Linked DNA regions of Mus musculus: regions 2, 3 and 4 are each linked to region 1. Evidence: chromatin contacts called from public Hi-C and HiChIP or PLAC-seq data. All regions are on one chromosome and are shown on one strand. The core of a region is the stretch at or near the end of the contact, and the rest is flanking DNA. Distances in the headings are between cores, read along the strand shown. Region 1 holds the start of Twist1 (twist basic helix-loop-helix transcription factor 1). Region 2 overlaps Hdac9 (histone deacetylase 9). Region 3 holds the start of Efcab10 (EF-hand calcium binding domain 10). Region 4 overlaps Hdac9 (histone deacetylase 9).

What was found. Hi-C and Micro-C count contacts between places; a contact is called where the count stands out from the background. HiChIP or PLAC-seq counts read pairs in DNA pulled down with a chosen protein or histone mark.
Region 2: a contact with region 1 is called in an H3K4me3 HiChIP or PLAC-seq map of embryonic limb bud, with 5 times the contacts expected there. The contact joins the enhancer-like site here to the promoter of Twist1 in region 1. A contact is called at or near these places in 7 of 39 promoter capture datasets (cranial neural crest, frontonasal cranial neural crest, hippocampal neurons and 4 more), 3 of 484 Hi-C or Micro-C datasets (embryonic limb bud, myocytes and ventricular fibroblasts), 9 of 115 datasets of contacts at active chromatin or transcription factors (craniofacial prominence, embryonic basal ganglia, embryonic forebrain and 6 more) and 1 of 9 other capture datasets (embryonic stem cells).
Region 3: a Hi-C map of embryonic stem cells shows a contact between it and region 1, with 5 times the contacts expected there. The contact joins the promoter of Efcab10 here to the promoter of Twist1 in region 1. A contact is called at or near these places in 8 of 39 promoter capture datasets (the 3T3-L1 cell line, 3T3-L1-derived adipocytes, cranial neural crest and 4 more), 11 of 484 Hi-C or Micro-C datasets (B cells, LSK cells, embryonic fibroblasts and 2 more), 8 of 115 datasets of contacts at active chromatin or transcription factors (astrocytes, craniofacial prominence, embryonic limb bud and 4 more) and 2 of 9 other capture datasets (embryonic stem cells and liver).
Region 4: an H3K4me3 HiChIP or PLAC-seq map of embryonic limb bud shows a contact between it and region 1, with 4 times the contacts expected there. The contact joins the enhancer-like site here to the promoter of Twist1 in region 1. A contact is called at or near these places in 1 of 39 promoter capture datasets (liver) and 4 of 115 datasets of contacts at active chromatin or transcription factors (embryonic forebrain, embryonic limb bud, forebrain and 1 more).

The regions. Positions count from the first base shown.
Region 1 is chr12:33,955,809-33,959,024 of GRCm38.p6, forward strand. Twist1 (twist basic helix-loop-helix transcription factor 1) reads left to right here and starts at 1,863. Exons shown (of 2, transcript NM_011658.2): 1 at 1,863-2,830. The coding sequence starts at 2,170. The coding sequence ends at 2,790.
Region 2 is chr12:34,636,242-34,639,299 of GRCm38.p6, forward strand. All of the region lies in intron 3 of Hdac9 (histone deacetylase 9), which reads right to left. Among named protein-coding and RNA genes, the nearest start is that of Gm46347, 150 kb to the right of the region's middle. Within about 2 kb of position 1,395, at least 6 of the 459 cell types and tissues checked have an H3K27ac peak or open chromatin away from gene starts, as enhancers often do. A contact at or near this core is called in embryonic limb bud, where this site is marked.
Region 3 is chr12:33,393,601-33,396,948 of GRCm38.p6, forward strand. Efcab10 (EF-hand calcium binding domain 10) reads left to right here and starts at 1,254. Exons shown (of 4, transcript NM_029152.1): 1 at 1,254-1,598. The coding sequence starts at 1,490. Atxn7l1os2 (ataxin 7-like 1, opposite strand 2) reads right to left here and starts at 1,160. Exons shown (of 4, transcript NR_131031.1): 1 at 1,097-1,160.
Region 4 is chr12:34,593,025-34,596,221 of GRCm38.p6, forward strand. The region is part of intron 3 of Hdac9 (histone deacetylase 9); the gene reads right to left. Among named protein-coding and RNA genes, the nearest start is that of Gm46347, 190 kb to the right of the region's middle. Within about 2 kb of position 1,902, at least 7 of the 459 cell types and tissues checked have an H3K27ac peak or open chromatin away from gene starts, as enhancers often do. A contact at or near this core is called in embryonic limb bud, where this site is marked.

The DNA.
Region 1 (3,216 bases), core at 613-3,112:
GCCAGGCTGTCATTTTAAAATATGGTAGCGGCGGGCGAGGCCGGCCAGTTGGCACACTGTGGTCATTGTCTCTGGATATCAGTAAAAACGGTGCAGGGTAAGCCCGGGGAGGGGGGGGGGGGGTCTCTACTCGGATGAAAGTACAGTCGGGTTTACTGGCCTCAGAAGAGAGCTTTCTCTACAAAGGCTGAGTCCTCGGACTAGCCTCAGGCATTCCACACCCCAGAGTTTCCGGGACCCAGCTGAGAGCTTCAGCAGGACCCAGCCACGTGGCCTGCCCTGCGTCGCAGGGGCTCCGGCCTCCAGCTTCTCAGGAAGTCGGTGGCCGCGACCTTTGGTCCAACCCAGAAAGGGGCACTTGCTGAGCTGGCAGTTTCCCGGGGGATTGGCCAGGGGAGTGGGGATTGGGCGTTTAGCAAGGTCCTCAGCTTGGGAACAGGGCAGGAGTTCGAGACGCTCACCTCCACGCCCGCAAACTCTGCCCCTGAAACTCTGGCTACTTCCTCCGGACCCAGAATTGCCTTTCTGAGTAAGAGATCACCTTGTACCGGCTCCCTAAATCCCCATCCTACTTAAAAAACAGAAATAAATAAATAAAACATATTTAAAAAATGTAAAGAGCCCTGCAATCACTGGCTTCCATAGCCACTCTCCTTCTTGCTCATTAACCTCTCTGCTTCCACTTTTCCAGAATCCTTTTTGGGGTTTCAAGGTATTTGGTAAAAAAAAAAAAAAAAAAAAAAACAAAACAAAAAAAAAAAAACAAAAAAAACCGCTTGCAATCAACCAACATGGCTGAGTGCATTTGAGGCACCGGGAGCATAACTACTCACAAGATCTCCTAGGAAGACGAGAATATTGATCCCCCACCTTAAATGTATGGACTACCCAAGGTTAGCATGCAGGGCTTAATTTGGAGTTAGCGGACATGAAATGTTCTCAAGGTTCTCCTCCACCTAGGGCTGGCAGCGTGGAGCACCAAGGCTGCTCTATCTTTCCCTAGCTTTGCTCCCTTCAAAAGAACAAGGCTTTTCTCTGTAAAAGAATGAACTCCAGCCTAGGTCCAGCACCTTTGGAAGCACAGTCCTCTGAGAGCAGGGAAACTTTAGATTGGGTCACCGTAGCAGGAAAGGAGAGCCCAGACGTTTCTCCGGGAGGGGTGACACGGCAGGCCAGGGCGCAGATCCATAGCGCCCACGATGTGGCCACGTCTTGAGAACCGCCCTCGACCACAGGGCCAGGCAGCCGCGGGGAATCCCTTGGGACTAGAGGTTTCCGACTAGAGGTTTCCTCTACCTGACCGTTAGATGGACTCGGTTGTTGAAACTTTTCTTGCCTCGCAGCCCGGGCCCGAGCCACCCCCAAAGGGCCCGGAGAACTCCGAGGGATCCCAGGCGGGATGGGACATCACCCAGAGCGTCGAAGCCGCTTGCCACTACTGCTGTCACAGCCACTTGGGGAGGGGGAGACTGCAACAGCGACCCAGACAGTCCCCTGTTTGCGGTGCTGTGCTCGGGTGCGGGGGCGCTGGGCGCGCTCTGGCGCGGAAGGAAATCGCCCCGCGTCCTCCCCGAAGCGGAGGGGGAGAGCTGGGGGGGGGAGAGGGAGGGGAGAGGCGGGCGCAGGGGCTGGCCGCTCGGGCCAGGTCGGTTTTGAATGGTTCGCAGGACGAATTGTTAGACCCCGAGCAAGGGGGGAGGGGGCGAGGGAGGGGGGCTGGAAAGAGGAAACTTTCCTATAAAACTTCGAAAAGTCCCTCCTCCCCACGTCAGGCCAATGACACCGCTGCCCCCAAACTTTCCGCCCGCACGGAGGTATAAGAGCCGCCAAGTCCACAGCCCGCGCCCAACTCTCAGACACCTCGCGGGCTCGCCAGCACCGGCACCGGCTGCGCCAGGCCGGAACGGGGCGCGCTTGCGGCCGTCGGGCGCCTTCTTTTTGGACCTCGGGGCCCTCCACACCGTCCCCTCCCCCGCCCGCCTCCCTCCCCGCCTCCAGCGCCCTCCCCGCGGAGGTCCCCCCACCCCCATCCCGCCTCCCTGCGTCCTCCGGGCCGCACCGCCCGGGCCGGCGCCGAGCGCGGGGAAGCTGGCGGGCTAGGGCGCCCCGCTCCTCTGCTCTACCCTCCCCCGTCCCGGCTCCGCGAGGCCGCACGTCGCCGCCCGCGAGATGATGCAGGACGTGTCCAGCTCGCCAGTCTCTCCGGCCGACGACAGCCTGAGCAACAGCGAGGAGGAGCCGGACCGGCAGCAGCCGGCGAGCGGCAAGCGCGGGGCTCGCAAGAGACGCAGCAGTCGGCGCAGCGCGGGCGGCAGCGCGGGGCCCGGCGGGGCCACGGGCGGGGGCATCGGAGGCGGCGACGAGCCAGGCAGCCCGGCCCAGGGCAAGCGCGGCAAGAAATCTGCGGGCGGAGGCGGCGGCGGCGGCGCGGGCGGAGGTGGTGGCGGCGGCGGCGGCAGCAGCAGCGGGGGCGGGAGCCCGCAGTCGTACGAGGAGCTGCAGACCCAGCGGGTCATGGCTAACGTGCGGGAGCGCCAGCGCACGCAGTCGCTGAACGAGGCGTTCGCCGCCCTGCGCAAGATCATCCCCACGCTGCCCTCGGACAAGCTGAGCAAGATTCAGACCCTCAAACTGGCGGCCAGGTACATCGACTTCCTGTACCAGGTCCTGCAGAGCGACGAGCTGGACTCCAAGATGGCAAGCTGCAGCTATGTGGCCCACGAGCGGCTCAGCTACGCCTTCTCCGTCTGGAGGATGGAGGGGGCCTGGTCCATGTCCGCGTCCCACTAGCAGCGGAGCTCCCCACCCCCTCTGCAGGCCGGAGACCTAGGTAAGGACCGGCTCCAGGGATCGATCGGGCCAGGCCGCGGGTCCCCTGTTCACCTCGCCACCGTGCTGGGTATCCCCCCCCCATCCCCCTCCACTCTCCTCGCTGCCCTCCACCTAGCCAGGCACCGCCACCTCATTCCACCCGCATCCCTGGCAAGCAGTTCAGTCCCCACAGGGGAAACAGGTCCTAGGGTCGGGGAGAACCAGTGTGCCCAGGAGAGGTGTATGTGTGTGTGCGCGTGCGGGGGTGTGCATGACAGAAGATTGAGAAAGTCAAGCATAGGGGCCTTGTGCCCAAAACGCCATCCCCCAAACCCCTTTCTTTCTTCTTTAAAATTCCCTTCTTAAAACAACTGTTTCCAAATTCCACCCCCTCCTTTCCGCCCA
Region 2 (3,058 bases), core at 145-2,644, 680 kb after region 1:
AGAGAGAGAACATTTACTTGAGTCTGCACAATGAGGGGAGGCTTACAGCTAATGTCAAAACTGAGGTGAATTCTGTTTTCGCTAGTACAAGGTAATTCAAGATGGAATAGGGAATAGAGTTCAAACATCCTGTGAGTGCAAACTGACTCTGAGTTCTTAAACCCTTTCATATACCTCATGGGACAAAGAAAACCATTTGATACCATAATTGTTTTAAAAAGATATGAGAAAATGAGAGAAGAGATAACTGTGACAGAACATAGCAATTAATAATACATCTATTTTCTGCTGCTATGTCTGTATAAACATTCAGTATGATTAGTTTCTATTGTTTGTTGCTGAATCGTAATTTGTTCCAATATACAGATTATAATAGGTATGCAAAAATACCAAAAATAGATTTACTAGCTTATAGTATAAAATTAGAATCAACGGGAGAAATCATGCACACAAACACTCACACACACACTCACACACACACACACACACACACACACATACACACACACACACGTACTTCATCACAAGCATTTATTTAGTTAACTCCATTAATCAGATTTTTAAAGAAAAATAGATTTTTAAACTTACTTAATGTTCTTCCTACAAATATTAACTTTGGAAGCGAGCAAGCATAATAGATATATTCTATAAGAAAAACTAAACAGAACACACTACACGCCCCCTATGCTCAGACACCCACATTAGAGCGTGTGGAGGGAAAATCACTCCCATGCCTACATATCACTGGGTTGAAACCCATGCCTGGATTATTGCTGTGGAGCAGTGGGCAAGGTTTATTTAGGAAATTTCATGCCGAGCTTCTGAAGTATTCACCCTACCCCTTTCCACACATAATTCAATATAAACACTTTTCTTCTGACAGACATTTTAAAAGATCAAAGTGCAGAACAAAGGCAGAAAGTGACATGAAGCTCAAGCTCAGGACCATTGAGATGAACGGATGGATTAACCAGAAAATTCATGGTGACACCTCAGCCCTGCACAAGAGGTTCTGTTTATGTGATTACAGTTCCATTGCTTTGGAGATCCCAACCACAGAACAGCCACTCTCCTCTGTACCCCATCAGGAGACCCTGTAATATTTCAACAAGTCCATATATCAACGCCAATCAGGGCCATTCACCTGACATCTCATTATCGGCTTTAAGCAACTGGATGTCATCGAGGGAGGGACAAACAGCTCATTGTGCACAACATCACAGACCAAATAGAACCCTTATGCAAAATGTGTCAAACGAAATCCAGAATACGGTCAGCAAGGGCTAGATAAAAGTCAAATAAAATAAACGGGGTGTGGTGGAATGCACCTCTTAGGAGCACATGATCCAACGGCCGCACACTTCGGATTTAAAGACACGTTACAAGCAGCAGTGCTCAGCTAAACAAAGCGATACAGCACACTTGAGTTACAGAATCAGATTAGGAGTGAAGCTCTAAGGACACAGACTGCTCTGACCTAGGGTATGAGAGAGAGAGAGAGAGAGAGAGAGAGAGAGAGAGAGAGAGAGAGAGAGAGAGAGAGAGAGAGAGAGAGAGAGGCTGTTTAGGTTCACGAGCTGCAGTTCAGTATTTTCAGCAATTTCCAGGCACTCTCTAAATTAAGGTTTTCAGCAATGCCGTACACCATCATGTTAGTTTTAGAATATGGCGAAACATCAAAATCCTGGCCAACGGGGCTCCTTTCGCTGCTAGCTTGAAGGGATATGCAATTAATTATATTTGAGATTTATGGGATTCTAACAAGAACCACACTGACTGGATGGCTAGTGACTACAAGAACAAGGTAAACTACTTGGGGCTGGAAGAAACTATAGGGAATATAAGCACAATGGTTTGCAGGAATAGATTTATTTGTAATAACTTATAGTCCAGCCTAATAAAAGTCATACCCCCTTAGAGAATCATTATCTCCATTGACAAGTTATGCTTATTCATAAAAATAAAAAATAACTGAAAAACTAAATCAAAAGCTAAACAAAAACAAAAACAAAAACAAAAAATTCTTCTTGAAAATGCTTTAAACATTAAAAGAAAAACATTGAGTGGGAGTGGGTGGGTTGGTGAGCAGGGAGAGGGGGGAAGCGATAGGGAGTTTCTGGAGGGGAAACTAGGAAAGGGGATAACATTTGAAATGTAAACAAAGAAAATATCCAATAAAGAAAAATAAAGAAAAACAGTTTCCTAACAGTTTTGGCACAATAATTAGCCAAAATTCACCAAAGAATTCCTTCGGATTCTAGAAGGTTTTTAATTGCCTATGTGAAGCCACAATTACCCAGCTGCTTTGCACCTCATTTCTGAGGGCAAAGGGGAAGGCAGAGAGTGCACATCTCTTCCTGCTTCTGCAGGGACCACAGGGCTCTTCTATAAAGATGCTTGCCATGGCCATGCAAGCTTCCCGGAGCTGACGGAACTCAGGACGTTTCACATATGAGTAGAAACACCGTGGAAGGCATAAGTCAATACGCAACAGGTAGGTAGTGCACATAAGTAGAAACGCCGTGGAAGGCAGAAGTCAATACGCAACAGGTAGGTAGTGCACATAAGTAGAAATGCCGTGGAAGGCAGAAGTCAATACGCAACAGGTAGGTAGTGCACATAAAACACTTGCTATGTCAGGACACTCGTTTGCAAATATTCAAGACATGGAGGAAAAAAACAGGTTAAAAAAAAAAAACACTGCTGTAGAAAGTAATCATGGGGTTTTGATCACTTTTTGATGGGGATTTCCTAAAAGAGAACTTTCAAAGGGTGAAATGTTTATATCACAAGCAGTGTGATGTTCTACTGTCACAGAGGCAGAGCATATTCTTAAAGGATTCTCAAGCAACTCGGGCTTTGGCTACACTTCTAATTTGTGAGGTCCAAGATACATGATCTGGCTCTTCTGTATAATCAACAAATGATGGGCGAGGACTTTTGACATTGAAACAAAAGGATGCTGGTGCATAACAAGGAGGGGGACGCTTTAAAAGCCCCGAATGCCCCCACATATAAGTCGCGTGAAAGCACTTAGTCAGGTGGTAGGTTTTCAGGG
Region 3 (3,348 bases), core at 4-2,503, 560 kb before region 1:
AGCCTATTGCATGTAACGAACTGCACTGTTTTTGCTGTATATGCAAATTTTTCTTGTATAGACATATAATGGCTTAATTACAGAAAACAAATACTTTTAATATTTTCCCACTGTCATTCATCAGCATGCATGAAATCTGTGTATTAGACTGTATTCAAAGGATTAATTTGTTCATTAATTTATTTTACTGAACTGCCTCTGCCCTCCCTCCTCATCCTGGGATTACAGGTGTTCATATTTATATCCTGCTATAATTTATGAGTTAATGTTTTGTTTGAGGTTGCCGGGATTAAATCTAGAGCCTCCCTCACACTGAACTCATCTATGCCCCTCTGGCCATTTTAAATAGGGTCTTTTTTTTCTTGTTCATTTAGATTTTGGGAGTATTGTTATGGCAAAGCGGGAGATCTAACCTCCAGTCTGGATATTCTAGTCAAGTGCTATACCATTGAGCTATGACCTAGTCGCAGATGTTTGGTTTGTTGCCGTGAATGGCATAAGAAGAATAAAATAAAATCATTAAAGTATGTTTTTGACTTGGGGAAAAGATAATTTCCAAGAATTACTGGCCTGTCCCTAAATATACATCAGCCAATTTGTATTATGTATTTCTGTTATGTAGCGTTTTTGGCCTTGACAATTATAAACTCAAAATACCAGCCAACTTTGAAAAAACGTTGAAGATGCTCTGTGCTTTGCAGTATCAAGTATTCAGCTGGCGTTTAATTCCTTAAAATAAGCAAGCACCTACGTGCACATTGGTACACAAATTTGCTTTTATTGTTAATGATGTTTACAAAGCAAAACGTTTTGCTTTGATTTAGTTTGTTTTGGTTTTCTGAGACAGGGCTATATATCCCAGGATGTTCTTCACTTCTGTTTGTAGCCAAGGATGCCATTGAACCCTTAATCTTCCACCCCCAAGTGCTGGTACTATAGACAGGCATGCATCATTGCACCTGACTTCAAAGAACTTTCTTTAAATTATATATCTATTTTATACAGGGTTGCACAGGAAATGTGTTAAAAGAGTTGAAAGTGGAGAATCATTACCGAGTGTAGTTCAGCAGAAAACACCCAAGCTCAATATCCATACCTGAGACCTCCTGCCAGGGCAACCCTGAGGGCTGCTCACCCAGAAAATGCTATTTAGGATTCTTAGAACTGCTAACGTTCTTTTCTCATTGATAAATCCTAGGTTCCCATCATTAAAACCTCATTCTGGAACAAACAAGTACAGGAAGCAGGAACCCGGACCAAACAAGCTCAGCCTCTGTGTTGGCAACTGCATCACAAGCTGGTGTCACAGACTGCCCGCCACACCCCTGCTTCTTCCTCAGGGGTGTGGAAGGGGGTTGTCCTGGTACCTGGGAGGGAAGAGGAGTGGGGCTGGGGAAGGTGAGGTGTTTCACGTGAATGAGCACGAAAGGGGCGGAGTTGGGCCCCCTGGAGGCTGCCTGGTCGCCTAGCAACGGCTCAGCTAGGAAACATGGAGCCTGTGGCTGACCGGGAGCTTCAGGCCAAGCTGTATTTAGAAAGACATCGGATCATGGAATTGCTGAATCAACTTACTAGCTTCCTCCTCTTTGCCCGACCAAGTAAGGGTCTTGTCTCCATTGGCTTTCTGACTCTCTCTCCCCCATCAAAGGGTCACCAGCACGCCGCTTCCCTCCCTATAGCCAGCCCTCTTCACTCGCTCCATTCCCTGCTTCCCCACGAGTGGAGGAGCCCTGCCGGAGTTCGAAGGCTCTATGAGCCCCTCACCCTCCACGCATATCCCCAGCTCTGAGTCAAACGTGATAAATGTCCTCTTGGTGCCGCAAGGAATGGTAGGGAGGCTGGCAGAGTCTGCGAGTGGCAGAGTCTGGGGACTGCCTAGCTCCAGGTCCACCCCTTATAGTTATGAGTGCTTGAAGCAAGGCTGAATGTCTGTCTCTTCCATGGGAAAATGGAGATAATAGTACAGATCTAATGGGGACAGAGCGAACACCGGGGACGGGGGGCGGGAGGGGGGTTCACATAAATTATAGCTATATCAGCCTTGGCCAGGCAAGCAATAGATCTTTTCAATTCAATTCTAAGGAGTCTCTGATTTATTAAGGGAGATAAACAATGGTTAGTGTGAGCTGCCAGGATCCTCCTGGGGAGCTAGGGTTTTTTCCTGGCATTTTTATAGATTAGACTCCTTCAAAGTTTGGGTTATTCCATAATTGTTATTGGTGCATGGTAAGACGTTACATTTGAGATGATGACAAGATTGCATCCTCCCAGGGTGAATTGAGCCTGCCGGCCTTCATGATAAGTCTCCAAAATTACAAAATGTTCATTTACTTCTCTGGAAAGGAAGCAGAAATACCATTCCAACGCAGAAAAACAAAACAAACAAAAAACCAAACCAAACAACAATAACAACAACAACAACAACAAAACCCGAAAAACAGTATAACCACTTAGGGGATGAGAAAAATATTTTGAAATATTTTATTGTATTTTTTAAAATGTATTCATTTAAACGTGTATAGGTGTTTTGCCTGCATATCTGGCTGTGTATCATGGGCGTGCCTGCATGCCTGTGTGCCTGGTCCCTGAAGCGGTTAGAAGATAAGTGTCACATCCCCTGAACTAGAGCTGCCCATGGTCTGAGGCACAATATGAGTGCTGGGACCTGAATCAGATCCTTGCTCTTAACTGCTAACCATTACATTTTTTTAAAAAGATGTATTTATTTATTTATTATATGTAAGTACACTGTAGCTGTCTTGAGACACTCCAGAAGAGGGAGTCAGATCTTGTTACAGATGGTTGTGAGCCACCATGTGGTTGCTGGGATTTGAACTCCGGACCTTCAGAAGAGCAGTCGGGTGCTCTTACCCACTAAGCCATCTCACCAGCCTACCATTAAATTTAAAACACAAATTTAGCACATCTAATGTTCAGAACAGCCAGTGTTTAATATACATATATATTTTGCTTAGATTATATTTCCTTTTTCTCTTTCTCTTTCTCTTCATTGTCAAAGTAATGAAGTCTAGACTCATCTGGGAGATGGGGCCCTGGCCACGTCTGTGGTTATGTCTGGACTGAGGGGGAAGCATTTCCATCAGGCTGCAGCATTCTCAGGATGAGGATCTTGGAGATATAAAAAGCAGAAAAGCAAGCTGAGCAGAAGCATCACCTCTCTGTGTTCTGCTCTGGGACTTTTACTGCCTTGATGGATTTTTAACTCCCATACTGTGATGCAAAATAAACCCTCCTCCCTTAAGTTACTTTTGCCAGAGTATTTTAACATAGCATCAGAAAAGTAACTAAGACAGAGACATACACTTCAAATAATGACCATTATGATTT
Region 4 (3,197 bases), core at 652-3,151, 640 kb after region 1:
CATAAATTTTGAGTATATGTGTGTGTTAACCATATGTATGTATACTGTGTATATGTTTATTGATATATGAGTACCTGTAAATGTTATGTATCTATATTTAAATACATGTTTAAATAGTGTATATGCACTATACTACAATGTATATTTGCATAAATAGTGTGTACTAACACATGTAAATATATAAACATGTAGATTAACAGGGACACATGTATAAGTATTATACATTAATATTGCTATATATTAATACAAACATGTGACTATTGATGTGTACATATTTATAAATGATGCATGTACAGATATATTGCAAAATTAATAAATATGTATTGATGGTGTGTATATGTATACTGATGTGTGTGTGTGAATGTGCATGTGTGTATGTGTGTTTGTATACAATTGGAACACTCAGGAAGACTGTTTGAATTCTGTGTTTCTGGTCAGAAAGGGTTTGGAGACGTTCAAACCGGCAGTAGCACTGTCTCCCTGGGTCCACTCACTCACTCCTTCTTGCTTGCAGTGGTCAACCTCACTGGCTAGGGCCTCAGCTTCCACAGGGCAAGCTGCCATCCTTCCATCTCTGAATCCTGGCTCCCAAGCTCCTATATCCCGGATGCTTCCTCATTCCCATTATAGAAAACCAATTAAAAAATTTAAACAATGAATTTGAAGATTGTTTACTTTCTCACCAACATGTAAAAATGGATATATTACCTTCAAACTAAAACATCATATGGTTAACAAGAGAATAAGCGAAATTGTAATGTGTTCAATGGTCCTATTTTAAGCTTTCTTAACACTAAGAGAAGGGAATAGAGGCTTTCTCCCATAAAGGAAAAAGCTAAAAGGAATGATGAATTTAAAGTTATAAAGAAAAAACTATTATTCATTTTCCTACTCTTAATTAAAACTAATTGATTTTAATGTCTCTCTACATTAAAATTGGCTATAACCCTAATTACAAAGGGTGCATTCTCAGGAGGCGGGATGGCTAACTCAGTCAACATCTAAGAGAGAGTTTTTTTCTCTGAAAACCACTTGTAAAACATAGGAAAATACAGCTTCTAATGAGCTGCAATCATATCACTTTTTTCCCACTAAACTGAGTTACTTATGTGGTACACACCACTAGCCACAGTATGCATTTCCATTTCCTGATGAAAAGATAAACTCCAAAAAGGAAATGTGCTAACACTTAAATACGACATAAGTGTAATTAAGCAAATTCTGTCTTCTGAAGAAAGCATAAAAATGTCAGATTTACAGCATTTTATGTGGCAGAAGCACTGTTTATATAAGGCAGTTTGTGCGAGTCGAGAGGTGTATGCAGATGGTCACTAAACACTAGTCTCAAAGAGGTAACACTGGGCCAATTATTTTTTTATGCTTCTGTCTATAAATATTATACGTTCCCAATTTCTATGAAAAAGAGACCCGTACTTGAGATCCATAAAGATTCCCTCATCACCTTATATTGTCCAAGAGTATTAAAGTCTCGATTTTCACAACAGGCACACGAAATATACGCTTTTATGATATATTACTAGTATAGGAACTTATATCTCTCTGCCCTTGAACCACCTGCAAATTTTAATAGTCATGTATCACCAGGGTACCAGAAACTCATAAAGTTTAACCTGCCAATTAACAAGTAGGTAAAGTTCCAGCCCTGTGCCATAATTCGCTTGCTTTCAAGACACAGCAGAACTTTACAGTTTTTTTCTTGAATTCTTTCTTTTGCAATCTCGTGGTGTTCCAGCACTGATACTTTAGAAATCGGTAGGAAGTAAAAGCTGATAATGTTGCTGAAGATTATGTCCTTATGGAGGACGTGAAGTTAATGAAAATGTGGAAGTCTAAAAATGGATATGATTATCTCCACAAAGCTGCTACCTGAAACATTTCCTGTGCAGCAGGTGCTCTTCCTTTGGCTTCAGCCCGTCCCTCTCTCAGAGCTGTGATCTGTAGCTGCACTGACTTCCTTTTAGCAAGAGCTTGAATTAGAAATTACACCTTTATTAGGATCATATGTATATATCCATAATTCCAGAGGTGAGACCCATAAAAACTCAGCAATGCAAAGAAACCAGTGCAAGTAAGTAAGGGCCCCCTAATTATTTTTTTTTGTAACAATGGTAATGTCTACTAAGGCCATTCCAATAGGATGACCTCAGGGCAGTAAGTTTCATAAATAGCCCATTACTGTGAGGGCTCATGACCAACCCAGCTAGTCATATGAGGAGTTACTGCCATGTTAAGAAGTCAGTTTTTTTTTTCTTCTGAACTTACAGTACTAGGTGGAAATATTTTCTTTTCCCAGTGCTTCCTTTACATGAACTAGTCTCCCAGGAGAGAATTAACAGAGTTATGCCAGAAGGGTAGTAGGAATATTATTGTATGATAACTGCTTTGGGTATGGCAAAGAATGTCCAACTATTCATTCACTCCTATCTTATTGACCATAACTCTACTCATTAACTATAGATTATACATAAAGGAACACAAATGATGGGCCTGATAATCCCATGAAAAAACAATAAGGCTGGGTCTTCAATATTTACTGATTTAATATAATGCATTTAGCATCATATTTGTGAAATAATAATGATTATTATAATATTGGCACATTGAGTGCCAATATTGTACTGAGCACAATTTTATTGCTTCTACCTACACCATCTCCTTTAATCTCCCCAGTCAGACAAAAAGAATATAAAACTATAAGGTTAAGTGATTTGTTCAGCAACAACTGAGTAGGGCCAGAACTCAAACCCACTCTGTCAGGCTGTAAATCATTTACTTTTCTTTGACTTTTCTTTAATATTCCACTCTTAAAGGATCTCAATCTTACCTAGACAGAACCTAGAAATATTGGCAGAAGGAAGTTCACCTGGATTCCCCTTAACAACTGGGATAGCAGCTGCCTCTTTCTTAGGTCTCAGGAACACAGTCTGCATTGAGTTGCAGAATGCTTTGGCAGGCTTACTACTACACTAGCGGCAGGCACATCCCAGCGCTTAAGCACTGAGTTCATAAATGCTTTGACAACTTTCGAGGATCCTAAGGACATGCGATGCATCAGGTAACTATTCACTATGAGGGGATAGAAGCTTTGTTGTTTGTTTGTTGGAGAGTTTCCCTCACAAACTGACCAATATCCTGATCCTAACGGTCATTTAGACACTTTGGCTTCATTTCCCAAA